Regions from separate parts of the Macaca mulatta genome. Here region 1 is linked to region 2. Evidence: chromatin contacts called from public Hi-C data. All regions are on one chromosome and are shown on one strand. Each heading gives the region's core, a stretch centred on a gene start, on an enhancer-like site or on the middle of the called end of the contact. The rest is flanking DNA. Distances are from core to core; before and after follow the strand shown.

Region 1 (3,517 bases), core at 469-2,968, 64 kb after region 2:
TCCTGGGCCATAGTAATATTGATAATAGCTGCTGCCTTTAGTTGAGGACCATGTACGTCTGTGTCACTGCACTGGCCACTTTACTTACACTTTCCTGCTTTGTCCTCACAAAAATCTTGTAAGGTGTGTATTGGTCCCATTTAGCAGGTAAGAGAACGAAGACCAGAGGTCCAGCACCTTGCCTAAACCACACCTGCTGGGATTTAGACTCAAGTTCAACCGTAGAGCTCAAACTCTCAGCCACTTCCCTAAAGTCCACCTCCAGCTACATTAAGTAAAAAAATCCAGAAAGATGCCACCTGGGTGTCTGGAACTGCCTCCTCTGAGCACCCGGCTCTCCCCTCCCTGCGGACTCTTCTCTAGAGAGGATGTGATGCTTCTTACTTTTCTCAGATCCCTCTCCCCACCCTGCGAGTGACGTTGCGCCTATGTGCCTGGTGGGATAGGGATCTGGGAGCTTTGCCTGTTTCTTGCACACTGCCATCCCCTAGTCCTAGGGAGCGAGCTCTGTACCCCTTTTCACTTCTCCTCCGCGTTCTCCTCTCCTCCTTGCACTCTACAACACCCCTGGGAATGTCCCCAAACCTGATCGGGGCATGCACACCGCGGTGTGCGTGTGCGTGTGTGTGTTCCTGCGCGTGTGCCGGGCGCGCGGGGCAGGAAAAAGCGCCTAATCCAGGCTCTGCGTCACTCCCGCAATTGGTTAGAAATGGAGTTTCCTGGTGTTTTAATCTCGGGAGGGCACCTCGCCTTCGCTGTTTCCCAGAGTCCCTGATTTTCCTGCCTTGCATGCCTGCGCCCCATAGGGCATCCGTGCCTCAATTCATCCCCTGCCATCATCCAAGGAAGGGGTGAGGGGTAAGGCGGGGGAGAACGAGGTGGGTTGGTCGTCCCCTGGCCTCCGCCTCCCATGTTGTGTGCAGTTTCCACCACGTCCGTTTCGGAGGGAGAAGGGGAGGGTGCAGATGAGGCGAGGCTCCTTCAGGAGCGCGGAGAGCGGGCAGGCAGTGCCACCTGCTGAGAGCCACTCAGGCCGAGCGAGCGGCGGGCAGTGCCACCTGCTATAAATAGGCCGCCAAGGACAGGGTGTGCGACTGCACAACCCGCCACGAGGGCCTGCATCACGCGTGGGGCCCCGCGCCCCCGTCTCCCCAGGGAAACGCTGTGCCCAGATCCTGCGCAGGGGGCTGGATGGGGCGGCAGCCCGAGTACCTCCCCCCATTTCCCCTACAGACACTGGCTGAGGATGGCCCGCGGGCTTGGGGGCGGGGGGTGGCAAAGAGGGGAGGGAGGCCGCGGCGGACCCGCAGTGCAGCAGCTGTTGCTCGCGTGTGACTCGCCCGTCCGGGCCGTGGTGCCCGGGCACAGTCGCACGGCGCAGTGGGGAGGAGGAGGACACCAAGTCCCCCTCGCAGCTCCCCGGGGACCGAGTGGGGAGATCCCGGCTCCTGTCCTCTCCTCGCCTCCCGCGCGCTCGCCCAGGCTGGGAGGAGGAAACGAGAGCCGCGCGCAGACACCTCCTCCTCCTCTCCTCCTCTTCCTCCTCCTCCTCCTCCTCTTCGGCTGCTGCTCCTGGTGCCGCCACAGTCCGCCGGTGCCTGTTGCTGCCGCCGCCGCGGGACCCGCTGTGTCCTCAGCCGGGTGGAGAAGAGACGGGCGCAGAGCCGAGGGGAGCCCCCTCCCCGGCCCCCAGCGGCGGGAAGAGCGCAGCCAGCCCGGCACGATGGACGCCCCGCCCGCCCAGGCCGTCCCCAGGATGCCCCCAAGCACCTGCGCGTCCCGGCCTGGCCCCGGGCTCTGAGCGCGCCGCGGCACAGGTAAGCGCCTTCCGGGGCTTCGACCTGGCCACCCCGCTGGCTTCTCTTGGGGCATCGCGGCCGCCCCCGCCCCCAGCACGCCCCTGCCCCGCCTGGCCGCGGAGGGAAAGGCATCTGGCCGCCCACGGACGCTCCTGCTGGCCTCGCCAGCGGGGTCTCTCGGGGGAGGAAGTTCATTGCCATTTCGTTGTCCCCCAAACTCCCCCCCGCCCTTGGGCGAAAGCGAAACCTTGATGTTGCTAGCGACCCGAGAGCTCCGCCGGCTTCTCCCCCAACCCCCACCCGCTCATTGGTCCACGCATCTCTCCCCTCCCCCCTCCCGCCAAATATCTCAAGGGCTAGCGTGTTTGCAAGGCGACCACATTGGGAAGAGTGTGGTCAGAGTGACCCCAAGCCACCCTTTAAAAGTTCAGGGTACTTTGCAGTTGTAACTTTGGCAGCTCCACCAGTGCGCGCAACATTTCTTTCTATGGGCACATCCTGTACCAGTCATTTTGAAACCCTTCTGAATTGTTTCTAGCCGCTTCCTGACGGCTCTGTGATTATGAGACCCCCTCAAACTTCACCAGGCATTAGGTTTTGTTTTTGTTTTTTTTTCAAAGAGGTATCATTTTGTTTGAAATCCACCTAGATGTGACTTTTCCTGTTTTGATTTTACTTAACATAGCTTATTCTCTGGAAGTTACTTTAAAACCAAATTGAAAGTGATGGTTGTTCCTTCCACCAAACAGTTTAATTTTCAGGGTGCCCCCTATTAATGGATATGTTTTCACTTCATAGATTTCTCATTGTTTCCTTTATGATGGGATGATTTCATTTATTAATAAAACCAGACTTTGAAAGAGCATTTAAAAATGACCTGGTTTAAATAGGTCACACCCAAGAAACTCAGCTCTCTGTACAGGTTCAAACTTCTGAACTTTTTGCACTGGACCTAAGCTGAATGCAGAGGCCCTGGTCCAAAACCCTTGGTTAGGAGGGCAGAAATTTCTTCTCTAGATGTGAACTGGGATTGGTAGGAGTTGGAGAATGGCCACCTCTGGTTTTTGTTGTTTTGGAAGTCAGCTGTATGTGGGAGGGATTGGGGTGGAAGAATGAAAGGAGAGCTGCTCCCAGAGGCTGAGAATCCACCTTGCAGAACGACTTTTTACATTTCTGACTCTTCGTGTTCTGTCACTCCCGTGGGTTAGGAATACCTGAACAGGTGAGTTCGGCACCTTTTTCTAGAGTTGAGATGGCTTCTCTTGGTCGGGAAAGAAGTGTGCGTCATCATCAACTTCCTAGGAGCTGTCTTAAGGAATAAGGACATGGCATGAAAGAGTTTACATAGTAAAGGTTTAACTGCTTTTGTAAACAGGTGTTTTACAACGATTTGAAATTGGATGCTGTCATAGTCTCACAGTCTGCCTGTTTCCTGTTATTTTTTTCTGGCATGTTATAGAAAAATAAGACCCCAACAAGTGCTTTCTCTCCAGATTTATCTATAAGTAACCATTGACATAACATGTCGCTACTGGATAGTAGCCACAGCTGTGAGTTAAAAGGTATCATATAAAATGTTTAGGCCAGGAGCAGTGTCTTACACTTGTAATCCCCACACTTTGGGAGGCTGAGGCAGGAGGATCGTTTGAGCCCAAGAGTTCAAGAAAGATATTGAGACCCCATCTCTACAAAAATTTTTTAAATGAGCTAGGGGTGGT
Region 2 (3,581 bases), core at 851-3,350:
TTCTTTTTAAAATTGAAGAACATAGCCGGGCGCAGTGGCTCATCTCTGTAATCCCAACACTTTGGAAGGCAGAAGTGGGCAGATCACTTGAGGTCAGGAGTTCATGACCAGCCTGACCAACATGGCGAAATCCGTTCTCTACTAAAAATACAGAAAAAAAAAAAAAAAAGGCTGGGCACGGTGGCTCACACATATAATCCCAGCTACTCAGGAGGCCGAGGCAGGAGAATCACTTGGACCCAGGAGATGGAGGTTGCAGTGAGCTGAGATCCCACCATTGCACTCCAGCCTGGGTGACAGAGCAAGACTCTGTCTCAAATAAATAAATAAATAAATAAATAAATAAATAAATAAGCTGGGCATGGTGGCATGCCCCTGTAATCCCAGCTGCTCAGGAGGCTGAGGCATGAGAATCTCTTGAACCCAGGAGGCAGAGCTTACAGTGAGCTGAGATCGTACCACTGCACTCCAGCCTGGGTGACAGAGCGACACTGTGTCTCAAAAAATAATAATAATAATAAAAATTGAAGAACATACAGAAAATGCACAACTCATAAGATTGCAGCTTAGTGAATATTACAAAGTGAACACACCTGTTGACCATCGTCCAGGTCAAGAAACAGAACAGTCCCAGAACCCCAGAAGGCACTTTCCCTCCTTCGCAAAGCTACTACTCCCCTGACATCCATAGATTAGTTTTGCCTCCTTTTTAGTTTTTAATCTTAAAACTTAAGAAAAAAAGATATAACTTACATACAGTGAACTTTACCCTTTATATCCTAGTTCTATGAGTTTTGATAAACGTAAACCCCGAACTCAATCAAGATACGGGACAGTTCCACAACTCCCTCAAATTCCGTTGTGCCCTTGGTAGCCAACCCCTCCCCCCACCCCCAGCTCTTGAAAATCACTGATTTGTTCCCTCTCCCTATAATTTTATATATTTCGGTTGGTTTTTTTTTTTTTTTCAGGGTCTCCCTCTGTCTCCCAGGCTGGAGAACAGCGGCATAATCAGAGCTTACTGCAGCCTCGACCTCCCAGGCTCAAGCGATCCTCCCTCCTCAGGACTCCCTCCAGCTCCCCCATCACCAAGTAGCTGGGACTACAGATGAATGATCCAGTATTTGGGGGTGGGGAGGCGGGTTTTTGAACTCCGTCACTCAGTGTTTGTGAGATTCATTCATGATGTTGTGTATAACAGTAGTTCACTTGCACTGCTGTATCAATGTGCCATGATTTATTTATATGAGTTGGTATGGATATACTACCAAGTATTTATCCATTGTATTGTCGATGGTCATCTGGGTTGTTTCCAGTTTGAGGCTTTTACAAATAATGCTGCTAGAAATATTCCTGCACGTGCCTTTTTATGCTTATGGGTATGCATCTTCTTTATGGCTTGGTGATACCAGCGTCAGGAAGATGTGCTCCTATGTTAGTTTCCATAAGTTTCACGCTACCTTTCACACTTAGAGCTACAATTGATCTGGAATTCAGAGCTGTGTGTGATGAGAGGTAGGGGGCCAATTTCTCTTTTTCTTTTCCCTACGTAGATATCCCGTTGACCCAGCACCATTACCTAAAAATAGTTTCCTCCTGTGCTCTGCAGCCCCGCCTCTGAAATAAATTGTCCATACACGTGTATTTTTGTTTCTGGTCTCTATCGTATATTCCACTGGTCTTCCCACTTTGTTTTTCTTTTTCAATATTTTTTTCTGGCTGTTCTTGACCTTCTGAATTTCTACATAATCTTCAGGCCCCTATCTGGGTGCACTTCCTGGTATCCCAGCATCTGACATGTGCCTGGCGCGCAGCAGGAACTCACGGCTGGCTGTAACCTGGCTGCATCAGAGACCAAGGCAAAGCCTTTCATTCGTGCCAGGTTCCAGCAACTCACCCCAGCCGCGCAATTCCTCCGCGCTCACTCCCACCCCCCGTGGCACACCCACAAAAGGCAAGGAGGCGTGCCTGTCGCGGCGCGCGTCACTTTCCCAAGGACCGGCTGGCTCCGCCGCGGCTCTCCCCGCCCCTGCCTCCGCCTCCACCTCTTGGGGCCGGGCCGGAAGAGTGACCTTGCCGCCTACTTCCCTCCGCCGCGGCAGCGCAAGCTCAGCGATGGCGGCCTCAGAAGGCGGCGGTCTAGGCGAGGACGCCCGGCTGGACCGGGAGACGGCCCAGTGGCTGCGCTGGGACAAGGTGAGGGGCGTCAGCAGGCGGGGAGCGCCCGGAGCGGGGCCGGGTGCTCCGCCCTCCCCAGGCGCGGCGCTGCGTACCCCGCCTGAGCTGCCTTCCCGCCCCGTGCACCCCGCTTATCTCCCGGGAAGACCCAGGAGGAGGGTGCGGCCGCTGCTAGGCCTCCTTCGGCCTGGCAGGCATGTGGCACGTTCGGAGTTAGGCCGGGAAAGCTTATTCCCGGACGAAACCAGCCATCCGGCCGGCCGGACTGCAAGTTTGGAGTAGAGGAGAGAGCCAGGGTGGTCTAAGCGCGGCCAGACCCTGGACGCTGTCTAGCTGAGGGACGCACGCCTGTCACTCAGACAGCTGGCTCGTGGTCCGTGGTCTGCTGTGCATCCCCATGGACCCATAATCGCTCCGTCCCGCCTATTCCTTTGGCCGCTGAGACCTTTGCTGAGCAGCGTTGTGGTCCGGTCCTCCCATCCCGAGGGCTTGGTTACAAACCAAGGATCCTCCTGGGTGGGCCCGCCTGGCTTCAGGAGTACCCCTTAGAACTTTGACTGCAGAGGAGGAACCCTTTGGACACAGCACGGTTTTCTGTCTCTTCATTCCTTTTCTTAGAGAGAATCAGGAACCCAGCTCTGGACATCACTCCCTCTCTCCTCTCTAACTTGCGTCTCGCCCTTTCTACCTGTTCTCCTGCTTGCTGTTCGGTTTTCTCGGAATGTCCCTCGCTGCTCTCCTCTGCCGAACTTGTTTCTCCCGTTGTGACTCATTTTGTGCCTGAACTTAAATGTGGCTTACGTAGAGAGTCCTTCCTTGGCTCCGAAGTGTAAATTATTTCTCCCTAATATTCATTCTAAACGGCCTGTCATTTTCCTTTCTAGCTCTTACTACAAATGGTAAAAACAAAAAACTCCAAAAACACTTGTTTGTGGGTTTGTTTAATGTCTGTCTCCAGGGCCGACTTCAGGGGCGAGAGACCCCTGCAGTCTCACAGGACTCCCGCTCCTGGAAGGGCCCACTGTTGTTTTAATGTCCTGCTGTCCTGTCTTGAAAATCTTAATGGTAAAAAAAGAGGTCACCCATTTTCATTGTGCACTGGACCTCCATAGATTATGTGGCCAGGCCTCTCTGTTCTCACTACCTTGGTTTGTAGTGCCTGGCATAGGCATAGTGCATGACGCCTAGTAGGTCACTGAAATACTTGAATGAACAAAGCAGATTACAAGGTCAGTAGGGGTCAGGTCTTTGTCTTTATTTACCATTCTCCGGCCCCTACAAATAAAATGTTAGCAAATCCCATTTCCAGGATACTCTTGGCAACTCCCTGGGGGCGTTTTTCTTTTCCTCGGAAGATAACCTTGTGATTCTCAAGGGAAGAAAAATGTTTCCATTTCTGATAA

Evidence for each region. Hi-C and Micro-C count contacts between places; a contact is called where the count stands out from the background.
Region 1: a Hi-C map of blood shows a contact between it and region 2, with 3 times the contacts expected there. The contact joins the promoter of TBC1D1 here to the promoter of PGM2 in region 2. A contact is called at or near these places in 2 of 14 Hi-C or Micro-C datasets (blood and cortical neurons).

The regions. Positions count from the first base shown.
Region 1 is chr5:37,114,216-37,117,732 of T2T-MMU8v2.0, forward strand. TBC1D1 (TBC1 domain family member 1) reads left to right here and starts at 1,719. Exons shown (of 20, transcript NM_001258065.1): 1 at 1,719-1,817.
Region 2 is chr5:37,049,758-37,053,338 of T2T-MMU8v2.0, forward strand. It overlaps PGM2 (phosphoglucomutase 2), which reads left to right and starts at 2,101. Exons shown (of 14, transcript XM_015138198.3): 1 at 2,101-2,196. The coding sequence starts at 2,116.